Linked DNA regions of Gossypium hirsutum: all the other regions are linked to region 1. A link is a contact called in public Hi-C data. All regions are on one chromosome and are shown on one strand. The core of a region is the stretch at or near the end of the contact, and the rest is flanking DNA. Distances in the headings are between cores, read along the strand shown.

What was found. A called contact is a pair of places that touch in the nucleus more often than the background predicts.
Region 2: a contact with region 1 is called in a Hi-C map of leaf, with 1.7 times the contacts expected there. The contact joins the enhancer-like site here to the promoter of LOC107952707 in region 1. A contact is called at or near these places in 12 of 34 Hi-C or Micro-C datasets (anther, callus, fibers and 4 more).
Region 3: a contact with region 1 is called in a Hi-C map of leaf, with 1.9 times the contacts expected there. The contact joins the promoter of LOC107962679 here to the promoter of LOC107952707 in region 1. A contact is called at or near these places in 3 of 34 Hi-C or Micro-C datasets (all in leaf).

Annotation. Positions count from the first base shown.
Region 1 is chrD08:35,414,923-35,419,340 of Gossypium_hirsutum_v2.1, forward strand. It overlaps LOC107952707 (homeobox-leucine zipper protein ANTHOCYANINLESS 2), which reads left to right and starts at 1,696. Exons shown (of 9, transcript XM_016887869.2): 1 at 1,696-2,149; 2 at 3,336-3,545; 3 at 3,645-3,762; 4 at 3,853-4,418. The coding sequence starts at 3,337.
Region 2 is chrD08:35,073,718-35,078,544 of Gossypium_hirsutum_v2.1, forward strand. No RefSeq gene overlaps it. Among protein-coding and RNA genes, the nearest start is that of LOC121220327, 40 kb to the right of the region's middle. Within about 2 kb of position 1,459, at least 9 of the 9 cell types and tissues checked have an H3K27ac peak or open chromatin away from gene starts, as enhancers often do. A contact at or near this core is called in fibers, hypocotyl and leaf, where this site is marked.
Region 3 is chrD08:34,997,376-35,002,315 of Gossypium_hirsutum_v2.1, forward strand. LOC107962679 (protein IQ-DOMAIN 14) reads left to right here and starts at 3,335. Exons shown (of 3, transcript XM_016899154.2): 1 at 3,335-3,931. The coding sequence starts at 3,584. LOC107963547 (a long non-coding RNA gene) reads right to left here and starts at 3,137. Exons shown (of 3, transcript XR_001701966.2): 1 at 2,806-3,137; 2 at 2,499-2,574; 3 at 1,401-1,737.

The DNA.
Region 1 (4,418 bases), core at 446-2,945:
AGTGTATCCGTGTTGTATCTTTGTATATGTTTTATTCAATAACATTTACTTAAACATATAATATAAAAAAATAATTGTGTTTTAGTTATTTGAGTTTTATCTTAATTGGTATTGACATTGTTGCTAGTGCAGGAAGTTGTGGGTTTGAGTCTGTTGAAGCGCATTAATTATTCTCCTAGTTAAGGGTTGAGGATGAGCTATAAGTAGTTTTATGCATTGTATAAAAAAGAACAGATATGATAAAAACCTATAATGAAATTAAAGTTTAAAAAATAATCGTGATTCATTAATTGTATTTAAAAATGTGATTTTTATTATTCAAAAGAATGTTATTTTTATGAAATTATTTTATTTTTATTAAAAGTTTTATACATATGATGATGAGTCCTAACTTATTAAATAATTTAAATAATTCAATAGCTTAAAAAATATAATAAACCAACAAGTAGGGGTATTTAAATGGTTAACCGAATTGAACTAGTATTAGCTGAATTAACTGAATTTTTGAATCTTTTAATCGTTAATTAAACCGAATTTTTTTCAAAAAAATTAACCGAACCAAAATATTTCAATTAATCGAATTAATCGAAATTTATATTTTTTGGTCAAAACAAGTATAAAACATATCAAAAAATAAATTATAATATTCATTTAACTGAATTATCCAAATTAAAACTACATGTAATTTGTATTATTAATTATTAAGTTCGGTTAATTCGATTAATTACCCGATTTCGAATTGAATTAACCGATAACTGAACTTTCAAAAAAATCATTAATCGACCTTCGTCCAAATTAGATCAATTAATCGACTGATTAACTAAATTAGATTGGTTTGATTGATTAATTTAGTTCTAATCAAAATTTAAACACTCTTACTAAAATTAATCGATTGATTAACTAAATTAAATTGATTTGATTAATTAATTTAGTTTTAATCGAAATTTAAACCCTCATTATAATAAGAAGAATATAAAACTTTTAAGGAAATAATATTAGCTGGAATTTTTAAAACGATACTATTAAAAAATAATTATAAACTTTTAAGTATAAACTGTAAAATTTACTTGTAAAAGATAAAAATATTATAATGAAAAGATGTACCAAACATATCTATCTTAGAAAATGATATAATAAGAGTTTAGTGAACGTTTCCTCCAATAATTGCTTTGATTTTCTTAAGCTTAGGGAAATTGAAGTGACAATAAAACTTAAGACAATCTTAAAATCAAAACCAAATCTTAAGTCAGATATATTTGTAAAATTAAAATTTTAAAAAGAAAAATAAAAAATGAGTTGTCGTCCAAATCAGGGTTACAACAGAGGCCAACTATCACTGCCGAATTAGATTTAGGAATCTAGACCCTGTCCCCATCTATATTTGCAGAAGTACCGTATTGACCCTAAACAGTACCCAGAATGCCCAGAATTTTATCTCAGCTTTTACGTGTCATTTTGGGATAGGTTCCATTCGTAAAGTGTATAGGCGGGCGTAGAGAGTATCGAGCACACAGGATTTAAACTCGTCCAGAAACTACGAGTGTCGCGCACAGACACAAGCGCGGGGGTAGCGCGTGAAAGGCGGATATCCCAAAACGGCAAAACCCGGTTTTGGGAGGTAGTGGGTCCCACACTGCATTAAGCTCTTGATTTCCTCTTTATATTAATTAAATATCATATTTACGGGGAAGACAAAGGGAGAAAAAAGAAGAGGAAGAAAATACCATCAAAATTGAAAATTAAAGGGAAAAAAAGACAGAGAGAATGAGAGATCGCTACAGTCTTCATTAGGGTTTATAAGATCGAGAGTTTTTTTCCTTTTCATTTGATATTAAACAAAGGATTAACGAGTTTGACTATTGATTTTCTCTCCCTTTTTCTTTGTAAAGTCAGCTTGCAGTATCTTCACAGCTTCCAACGATCCAACCACCATTATAATTAGTAGTGATTTTTTTTGGGGTTCTTTTAATCTAAAATAAAGAAAAAGAAAAGCTTTCATATATTTTATTATATACTTTGTCCTTTTTACTTCTTTGTACAGATCCCAACAGTTAAATAGAGAGAGAGAGAAGGATCTGATAACCTGTATCTGTTCCACTCTGTTCAAAAACACTGACCTTTGCCCACTGTCAAAATAAAAATAAAAAAGGTACTAGCTTTTTCTGGGTTTGGGTTCTTGTTTTTGTGCATTTATTTCTTACAGCCTGTTTATTTTCTTTACTTGCACTGGAAGATAGAGAGAGGGGAAAAAAAAGAGAAAGAGGTCAACTGGGTTTTTTCATGCCTTTGATTCTGGTTATTGCTACGTCATATGGTGTTTGAATAGTGTGAATGTGAAAGAGATAAGCTTTGCCTTTTTGTGTTTTTGGTTTTGCTTTTTCCTTTTCTCTGTGGGTCCTTTTCAATTTTGTCAAATATGCTGACAAACAATTGGTCAAGCATGATGCTGTGAAAATTTAGGGTTTTCATATTTGTCAGTGTTTCCATGGAGTTTTTTCAGGGATTTCCCTGGCTGAGACGCTGGACTTAGGTAAAGACATAAAAGAGAAGGTGTGAACTCGTTGTTTCTTATTATTATTATTACAAGATTAAAAGGTGGTCTCTCTTGTCCTGTTCCTCCACTGTTTTCTCTCTCTTAAACTGACTTTTTTTGAGAGAGAGAACGATATATTAGTTTTTTAGAGCAAGAGAGAGAGGTGTCATGCATGGGCGTTGACAAGGTAGACAGCCTTGTCATTCTGTATTTGTTGAGATGAAATTGTCAAAAAGGTTTTAGACTTTAGCTCAATCTGGGTATTGTTTTGTAAGGTCAAATTAATGGATAAGAAAGCGAAACAAAACTGAAGCACAACCTTGTGAAAGTGATAGTGACCGTTTCAATCAACATAGAAAAACAGACGCCATGAAATAATAGAGGGAGTGTGAGATTAAAAATAATTGGTTTCTGTCTCTTTTTTCCTAATTTAATGAGTTTTGGGGGTTTGATCAAGAGTAGTAGCAGCAGTGACAGTGGTAGTTCGGGTGCAAGGGTGGTTGTGGCTGATTTTGTTCCACAAAACAGCATGCTAAGTTATGCCATTGTTGAGCCACCTCTTCTCACCCAACATATTCCCATATCTATGCTAAGCTCTCCCTCACTTTCTCTCTCATATGTACTGTCTCATCTCCCTCCCCCTCCCCCCCCATCTCTCTCTCTCTTTCTCTCTCTCTCTCTCTAGTGCATTGTCCTTCAATTAATTTATTACCTACTTTTTTTTTCTGAGCTTTGCTGTGTGCTTGTTATTATTTTTAAGATGGGTCATTTATTAGGGGGACTTGGTTTTGGTGCAGAAAAGAATGGATGGTCATGGTGAGATGGGGCTGATTGGGGAAAACTTTGATCCGGGTTTTGTTGGGAGGATGAAGGAAGACGGATACGAGATTAGGTCTGAAAGTGATAATTTTGATGTTGCTTCCGGTGATGATCAGGATGCTGCTGCCGATGGACCGTCTAAGAAGAAGAAGTACCACAGGCACACTCCACGTCAAATACAAGAGCTTGAATCGTATGCTTACTTACATTTCACTTCAGCCTAAGGAATTCTTTTTCTCTTTATTTTTAATTTATGGATTTGCTTATTGAAGTTTATCTCTCTCTTCTCTAGTTTCTTCAAGGAGTGTCCTCATCCTGATGAAAAACAAAGAATGGAACTTAGCAGGAGGCTAGGCTTAGAGGGCAAGCAAATAAAGTTTTGGTTTCAAAACAGGAGAACCCAGATGAAGGTAAGTTGGTAATCTATTTTGATTTTTGTTTATTGAATTTTAAACTTGAGTTTGAGATTGCTAATGATGAAAATTTATTCTTTTAACCAGACCCAATTGGAACGCCATGAAAATGTAATTCTTAGGCAAGAGAATGATAAACTCCGAGCCGAAAATGATTTGTTGAAGCAGGCCATGACAACCCCAATATGCAACAGTTGTGGTGGTCCGGCAGTACCCGGTGAAATATCTTACGAGCAGCACCAACTTAGGATTGAGAATGCTCGATTAAAAGATGAACTAACCCGGATATGTGCTTTAACAAACAAGTTCTTGGGCAGGCCTCTCTCATCCTCTGGTAGTCCTATTCCTCCTCACGGCTTAAACTCCAATTTGGAGCTTGCAGTTGGAAGGAATGGTTTTGGTGGCCTGAACAATGCAGGAACGTCCTTGCCAATGGGATTTGAGTTTGGTGATGGGTCTATGATGCCCATAGTGAAACCTATGGTCAATGAAATGCAGTATGACAGGTCAGCCTTTGTAGATGTTGCTTTGTCAGCTATGGATGAATTAATGAAGATGGCGCAGATGGATAATCCTCTTTGGATTAAAGGTTTGGGTGGTGGGATGGAATCCTTGAATGTTGAGGAGTACAAGAGGAATTTCTCCTCTTGCAT
Region 2 (4,827 bases), core at 209-2,708, 340 kb before region 1:
CAATCATACCTAGCCTTTTTCCTTCAAAGAAGTTCCTCATGGTTAAGCACACTTTCCAATTCATCTCGAACTTCCATCTCCAAGTTAACTAAGCTATTGGAGGTCAACCGATCCATGGCCTTTTGAATGCTCGTAAGCGATCTCATAAGCTGTCTTTTGCGCGTGCCTATAAAGCCATATACAGATATGTTCCATTCTTTGACATGTGAGGTAAAATTAGATAAGGAATCATTCATGTTACCTGCAAACCTCCACTTACTAGAGACCAAAGCTATAAAATTCGCATGCTTTGTCCAACCTGTAAGAAACCAAAAAGGCCTCCCTTTGGGAATATTGAATTCAGGATTAGTTTTTAGAAGGATGGGCCTATGATCTGTTTTAATACGTGGAAGATGATAAACAAGACTACCCCAATAGGACGAAATCCAAGTATCATTAGCTAATGCTTGATCAATCCGCTCATGCGTATTACCTTTTTTCCAGGTAAAGGAGGGCCTTATGAATCTAAGGTCCTGCAACAAATAAATTACATCTCTTACCAGTGGAGCGATCACTTCTTTTATCCTTAGGTGAGAGGACAACATTAAATCACCCATAATCAACCAAGGTAAAGGATCGTGAGGTAAAACATCTATTAAATTAGTCCAAGAGACTTCCTCTTAACTCTGTCAGGACTACCACACACAAAAAAGATAAAAAAAAATGAATTAGTGAGTATTGGCATGAACACGAAGAAGCATGAATTGGGGATGATTATGAATAATGCTAATGCAAATATTATCCTTCCAACCAACCCAACCCAGATGCCAACTGAAAAACCAATAGACTCAATGCGGTGAGAAAAGTCAAAACCCAATTTATCAATAATAGAATTAGCTATTTTACCACTAACTCTCGGTTCCAGCAGACACACTATATTCGATTTATGCTCAAAATTATACTCATGAAAAACACGGAGAAATTTGCTACATGCACAACCTTGACAATTCCAAGAAAAAATTGACAAATTTAAATCCATAATAAAAATATACAAGAAAAGAATAAATAAAGCCCCAAGAAACCTTACTGTCAAGAGTTTTAGTAATCATTCCTGAATTCTTTTACCAGCACCTAGGTCTATTGAACCTTAATTAGCACTTCGTAATGTGGAAACAGTCTGAGCCAACCTAGACATAGAAACACTCAAAGGAATTTTAGAAGAATTTTTAATTTTAAAATTATTCTCTTTCCCATGCGTAATTTTGTTTATTTTCCTTGTAGCACGAAAGCCCCCATTTTTACTCCCTAATATTTTCCTCGAACTCCGAATTTTATTAACACCCAAAGCTGAAACAGTGGCCCCCCTCAATTGAGCACCATTAGCTGAATCTTTCTCTTTGAACGATACAACAATATGTCTGATGAGGTTTAAACCACCAGGGGAATGACCTACCTGTACTGCAACCGGCTCTGACAACGAAGAAGTTGACTCGGATGAAAGAGAGGGGCCACCATCTTCACTCACCTCCTGACCTACAAAAAACGGATTAAAGCAAGAAACAGTCGCTGTTGTTGAATTGGAATGGTTAGTGGAAGCTTTAAAAATCTTAGCACCAATCGAAACTTTAAAAATCAGAATAATTCAAAAAAATGAAAAGAACTCTCTGGTTCGTTATTTTGAAGAGCAGACTCTGTGTAATGAAGGTTCGTCACGTTGTTGGGCTGATTCATTGAGCTACTCGATGGGTCCATAACAGCCTTGAGAGCTATTGATCCGGCTGCTCTAATATCTAAAGCAGGCTCAACAGGTGTTCGGCCCACTAAGGCTTTCACTTCTGGATTTCTCCTTTGTGGGTTTAAAAGCCCATCACCTTGATCATATATACTATCTCCCACCGATTGCTCAGTCCTTGTTGACTTAGGGTTGCCCTGTGTCTTAAACCCCTGTTACATAACATTCTCTCCAACCTTCAATTTATTCTTAAAACCAGCCAACTTTCCAGTATCTTCCTTATTTAACTCATCTTTTAGATCAAGCAAAACTTCCATATTAGCCAGAGCATCAAATCGAGAACCCAATTTTCCTTTCTCCGTAAAATCAGTTTTTTTAATATTGTTGTTCCTAGAATTACACCTTCCTTTCCTTTCAACCATAATCCAAGGCCCGTAAACAGCACCTTCTCCTCTGCTTACAGCCTCTGTCAGATTAGTACCCTTCTGATCCTTCCCCACTGCCAGATCCGGTTGTGGCGAAGCACATAGCTCCTTAGCATGTCCGTACGTCCCGCAGGTGAAGCAAATCATAGGCAGCGCTTCATGCTCAACTTTCTGATGTAAACCACTCATAAGAACTTGAGCGACCAGAGGCTTGTCCAGGTTGACATAAACAACCATCTTGGCGAAGTGGCCTCTAATTCTACTATTAGTATTGAAATCTAACCGAACAACCTTTCCTATGGTCTCTCTTATTTCTTCAAGAATTTTCCTTTTGTACAGAAACCCTGGGAGGCCTAGTAACCGTATACAAGCCATCACCATGCTTGGGTATGGTTGTAAGGGATTGAATTCTTTGGTCCAGGGTTGAACAGTCAGATATTGACCATAAATTAGCTAAGGACCTTGCGACAGAACTTTTGCCTAGTCTTCGGTGGACTGAAATTTAGCCAGAAAGTATCCATTCTCTATGTCCATGAGATGGAAAGGCTTGGAGGGATTCCATAAACTATTGATTCGATTATTTAAAGCCCCATACCCAATATTGTTAGATCCTCTCTGAGAAATCAATAGTAGGTATTCCATTAACAATGGATCTGTGAATATCTCCTTCCAAAAATTCCAAATCTTCATTACCACTAGCACCAGAATTATCCAACCCCAACTTATCAGACGCTCCAGATTTATTCCCCAGAAGTTTATCCTTCCAAGATAAAATTTGACTCGGACCAGATTCAACCATCATATTAGTGATTTCCTCACCATTACCCTATTTGAAACGAACTTTCTTTGTATTACGATCTACATCTGTCCGAGAACCATCACCATCCTCAATTTCTTGATGAGAAATGTTATCGCCAGGGTTTAGAGAGATTTCCATCATAAAAGATTGGTAGCTTTTCTTTATTTAATGTATTATTGGATTTGCATGAAATTTAATTCCATTGTTAAAAGTTATTAAAAAAACTTTCGTGAGTAATTTAGTAATAATTACATTTTATATATTTATAGCTATTATTACATATCTATAGCATTAATTACCTAAAAGTTATATAGTCTAATAATATCTTTGTGTCTTTAATAAATAACATGTAATTTGCGATTTTGAGATGTTATCAAATTAGAGATGTTACATATTGCCTTTAATAATTATATAAATTAAAATTTATTTTTAGAAATATTATTTTATATTTACAAAAAATTAGAGATGTTAACATACGTAAAAGTTGTCAAAATGTTAAAAATTACAAAAAAATTAATTAATAATTTATATATTTTAATAAGCATATAAGTATATACTCACAAAAAAACATTGTTAAAATAATACAATTCCTTTAGAATTCTTGTAGGTAGGTAAGTTATTTGTCACATCCCAAAATTAGGGCTAGAAGAAATAGGGATAAAATTTAGAATTTTCATTTTTTAAAGAACATGATAAAAGAGTTAGAATGCCTTAAAAATTATGTGTTAAAATTTAACAAAAATGAGTTTGTTGGTTTAATGGTATAGACTTAGTTGTCCCTTTGATCCTAAGTTTGAAACCCTTTTTGGGCAATCAACCAAAATATTTTTATTTTCATTTTTACCCCATAAAAAGTGCCAATTTACAAAATAGCCCAACCCCAAAACTATTTTTTAATTTAATCCTTAATAATCCTAATTCTACATGAATTCATAAAACCTATTTCAATCAGGGGAAATTAGTATTATAAATAGCTAATCCTTTCAAAACCCTAGAATTTGTATCTAGTGAATTTTTCAAGAAAACTCCCAAAAGTTCTTTTTTCTCCTTCATTGTTAAATCAACTTTCAAGGAAAAGGAGTTAAAAGTTTTCAAAATCAATCCCTTTTCAAGCAGATCGTCGATCTCCTCTCAAAAAATAAAGTTTTTAAGTCTTCAGAACAGGTGTGAAATCAAACTTAAAATCATTGTGTACAACCAGTGTACTAGAAAATAATAAATCAATATAGGTGAACCCCATAGAAATTGTACGTGAACCCTAACTATATACTATGTGAACCATGCATGTTTAGTTAGCTGAACCTTACTAATTTATTATGAGCGAACCTTGTATTTACGAAACCTAGGTGTGCAAACCCAATATGTGCGAACCCTAGTTGTGTGAACCCCTATGTACGAACCATAGGAATGTGAACCCAGATGTGTTAACCCTAATGTGTAGATCTCTAAGGTGTCAACCCTGTAGGTACGAACCCTATGTGGAAACCCTGATATGCAAACCCTATATGTTGTTTAGTGCGAACACTAGGTGAATATGTGTGAACATTATATATTGTGCAATGCAAAGCCTATGTGAATATGTGCAAACCCTATATGTTGTATTGTATGAACCCTATATGTGTTAACATGCGGAACCTAGATGTTATATATGCAAACCCTATATGTTTATTACGTGAAAACTGTATACATGCAAGCATATATGTTAGTATAGCCTATATGTTATACCATGCGACTAGTTATGCGAACCTTAGGTAATTAAAATGTAACATCCCGATTTTGGGCCTAGTTGGAACAGTGGTTTCGGGACCACAAATCCGATGAGGAAAAAATTATTTTTACTATATTTTTATGGCCTAAATTTTCACGGAATGATTTCATGAAAATTTCGTTCA
Region 3 (4,940 bases), core at 2,085-4,584, 420 kb before region 1:
ATAAATTGGATTAAAATTAAAATTAATTATATTATGAATTGATATTCATAATTTGGACCGTCTTAGGCTGAAAAATTAATTCGCCTCGATGCTTCAAAAATCACTTCTCGGTTTGGCACTTCTAGAAGTGTCTGCCGAGCCAATTTTTGCCCTTTGTGCGAATCTGTCGAAAATAAATCAAAATTTATTATAAAATTAATTAAAATTTAACATGTTAATAATTTAAGTACAACTTAATTATTTTATAATTATTATATATTTTTCAACAAGAATTACAATGAAATTGCATGAATTTAAGTTAAAAAAAGCCTGAAAAAGTGTGTATATTTTCGTGTTCCCAGCGACATCCACCTGAGATATTTTGAAAACTTTACAGTTTAGTCCTTGGTTGATCCCGAAATGGTATTGAGCTTTCATAAGCTCGTATTTGACCCGAAAATATTTATATAACATGTTTTATGCATGGAAGGATCGTATTTGGATGTTTATGGTCAAATACTGGATATATTTGATTGTAGTTGCTCTGGCAACGAATGTGGCATCCCGTAGCTTAGACCCAACGACCGGGTCCGGTAAGGGGTATTACAATTATTTAAAATGAGTAGGTAAAAGATTCGACAATAAATTTAAGGTCAAAGCTTGGGAGCTTCGAATCATCCTTCGTTAGAGGCTATTATGTATCTATAAATCTTATTATGGTATGGGAATTTTGGCATGTACATAAGGACTTAGTTTTGAATAATATTTGTAAAATTGATTTGTAACTCAAATTCCTTTCAGTTTTCTTAGAGTTGTTCCACTTCGCCATTCATCTCAAGTGCAGGTGTACCATGTATTTTGAGTTTAAATGAGCCTAGAAATTGATTTATAATTTTTCGTAAACCATTGAGATGATATGACAATGTTTATGGAAGTATGAAATTATAAATGGTTATATTACTGTCTAAGCGATAACTTAACGAAATTAATATTAATTACATTATCACTTGAGCGATAGCTCAAGCTGCCTGAGCGACTCTTTATCAAAAATACAACTAATAACTCCAATTCCACCTAGGCGGGAGCTTTGGCCACCTGGGTGGTGGTTGAACATATCTTTACTCTTTTGGTTTTATTTAATTTCTTATAAAATTCTTTAAGGATCTAAGTAACCTTTAAGACATTAAGTAACATTCTTATATTTTACAAATTACTTAGTTCTTTTGCTTTAATTGACACTGTAAGATTTTTTTAACTTTGTTTTGGAAAACATAAAACTCATTTTGAATAGAATTTAAATATTTTCTATAGTTTTATGAAAATGTTTTCAAGTTTAAAATTTCTTGAATAAATTAAAGGTATTTTCCTTGTTAGTGATTTGGTAGCACCATCCATTTGTACCATATCGATACATAGCTCGATTTAAAAAATCGGATCAAAACTAATTCTTTTGATTCCCAAAAAATCCAGGGCATTACACTCGTTATTCTCTCTTTCCTCATTTTTTCCTCTATTGTTTTCGCTTTTCTTAGTAACCCAATGAAATAAACTTTTGTATAAGCCGTCAAAGGTGGATTATACCATCTAAGAAATATAGAGCTTGTGATACCCATAACCATAGTTTTTGCAAAAATAGAATATACATAGATTTTTATTAGACCAAGAAGTTCTTAAAAGCAGTTGGGTTTCCACAATAGCATTCTAGAATCACAATGGATAGCTCCATTACTTTCTTTTCTTCTTCTTCTTTTTTCATGGCTTCAATGTCGGGAAAAAAACAAATAGGTATAAAAATGGATGAAGTTAGGGCTTGTAAGAGTAAGAACAAATTTATTTGTTAATAAAATATAATAAATATAAATTAATTATGAAACAAAATACATGAAAAATATATGACAAATTTAATTAATTATACTAATTTGTCATTACTCCATTAACAATAATTAATGATTGAACGATTATTTTATAACAATCTAATAACATTAAGGATGATTCCGTAATTGAAAAAAAACATTGAAAGATAATTTTATAATGATTATTTATGCAATTTACCTTTTAAAAGGAAATTATAAAAAGATTTCAAAAGCTTTTGTAAAATAAACGCACACACCTAAGTTTATGGAAAATATGCATGTTTTACCATAATGTTGAGTAGGGGTAAGTGTTCGATTGAATCGAATCGAATGAAAAAATTTCGAGATGATTGAGTTGACGAATCTTATTTTATAATCCTAACTCTATTTGAAATTTTCTCGAATCAAATCGAGTGAGATGAAATTTAAATCAGACCGAATATATTTGTTTGAGTTAAATTAAAAAATGACTTTCGTGTTGTTTCAAAATCAATTAGGGATGAAACATCTTAAAAGTAGTTAATTAATTATTTTAAGCACAATTCTAAAATTTACTCAAAACAGGATCCAAATCCAAGTTGTTATTCCAACTTAAATAATAAGCAAAAAGTAAAGACATTGATACTTATCAACAAACTACAATAGTAAAAAGAATTATGGGGTTACCTTTCATTCTGAAAATTGAAGAAGACGATCGGGATTTCCTCGATTCAACTAGGGTCTTCGAATTTACATAAATTGACTAGCAAAAACAATATGCTAAACTAGTAAATTAAAAAAATTACTAAACTTTAAGTCTTGATTTCCATAATAAAATATAAGAAAAAAAATTAATGCAATGAACAAAGAAGTCAATTGCTGCTCTTCTGAGCAAATTTGCAATTTGTTAGTTCGTGAGTGAAAGAGGTAATAAGCTGAACCTATAACAATCCCACAAATCTAAAATAAAAGTAAAAGTGTTTTATAACCAAACCTGGACTGCTGGGTATGAGGTTAAGGAGATGCAAAAAAGTCGAGGTGAAGACTGAAGAGAACGGAGCAGCTAGAAGGAACACTAGTTTCGAAGATCCAAGGGCAGTTCGTTTTACAACAGCAACATCAACAACCTTTGCCACAACAACAAATTTTACAACAATGATATCAACAACACCCAGTAGCAATAGCTGTGGTGAGGGACGGAAACCGAAAACGGGTGAGGGATTTGCCTAACCTCATAAACTGATGAAGAAGAACTAAAGAAGGATGAAAATGGTGCGGTTGACCAGAGGAAGTAAAAGGATATGGGGAGAAAAATGTAAAATAATTATTAATTAAACTAAATAATATAAATTTAAAATTTAAAATAATATATTATGATATTCGATTTATTCGAATTATTTGAGTTAATCAAATTCAAAAATTCAACTCAACTTAAATTTGAAATTTAAAAATATTAAATTAATTTAAATAACTCGATTAACTCGATTCAAATAATTTAAAATTAGAATATTTTTTTTTGACTTTTTCCTATTTCACCCCTAATTTTGAGCAAACCCAGGCGCGTGTAATACATGGTATCTTAGGGACGCGTATCGTTTGGGTGTTGTGAATTGTGGTTCGTTTCATTGGGTACAAAATCCCAAGTTTCTCCGGCTCTTCCCTTTTAACTCCTTTCTGTTCCTCTCGTTCTTTTTCACCCACAAAAGAAAAATATGCTTATACTACAATTAACCATGCCTTCAAGTGCTCGTCTAGTTCACAGGCAATGAATCATGGGCCTTTTCCGGCGACTCTTTGGCGCCAAGAAGCCTGCCCAACAACGCCCCGACAAAGACAGGAGGCGTTGGAGCTTTACCAGATCTTCCCATCCCACGTCTTCGACTTCTCATCTTGATGCCCTTTCTGGTCCATGCAATGGCACATTGGATGCCAACAAGCGCGCCATAGCAGTAGCAGCCGCCACTGCTGCTGTAGCTGAGGCTGCTCTGGCTGCAGCGCATGCGGCGGCTGAGGTTGTTAGGCTGACAAGTGGTGGTGTTGGCAGCGCCGATGGGAGCAACCGACGCCTCCCACAAGAACTAGCGGCTGTTAAGATACAGTCCGCTTTTCGAGGTTATCTGGTTAGTATTTTCTTCTGTTCTAAATTTTATTTTATTCTTGCTTGAACTTTTTTATTACGTTGTCTAAATTGGGGCTTTAGGTTCATTTATTGCCGATGATGGCTAAGAATTCTTGTTAGTTATTTTCCTTAGTTTTTTCAACTGGAAACAGAGCTGTGGTTGGTATTCTTTTGAGCCCTCTTGCACCTTTATAAATTTCAAAAACACCTCGAAAAGCCCCCTTTTTTTAAAAAAAATATTTTTAGAGCTTAAAGATGCTTAGAAGGTTGCTTTGAGAGTGTATTTGGTACACCCATCTTGACAAAGGCTTCAACTGGGAATGGATGGTCCCATAAGAAGAAGAAGGAAACAAGAACAAAGAAAAAAAAAGCTGTGTTGAAAAGGGCCAGTAACGAACGCCGACAACGAAAGGTGGTCATTTCGCCATCAGGCTTTTCTTTCACAAGTAGCAACTCACCAGGGATGAGAAGCGATTCCCCGTTATCCTCTAAAACCATTCTAACCATCTTCACTGTCTTATTCGTCATTTCTCTCTCTCTCTTTATTTTTATTATTTAAAAGAAAAAAAAGTCCATTTATTCCTTCAAAATTGTAATGCCGTACGTGGAAGTCTTCCACACGTGTGTTCTACTTCATATTGAGTATGTGTGACGTCATGTGCTTCCTAGTGCGCTTTGGGTTTGCATATAAGATGCTGGTACTCTTCTATGAGACCGCATGTGGGTTTGCACGACTATATAAGTGAACTCACATCTAGAAAATACATGCATCTATCTACAATATCACATCCATGAATAATAACTATATCATATAAATACACAGTTTAACCCATTTGAAATACTCAACAGACTTGTTTGACTAAATTCATCTGGTCTTTCCCCTCATGTCTCCTACTGGTTTTTAAAGACTAGCAGTTAAAAGATTTAGAAGAATTCAGACAAAAATATTTCTGCCCAAATGGTTGTTCTATAGAAATTTTCGGCCAAAGTTGGTTGCTCGCTTTCTGAGA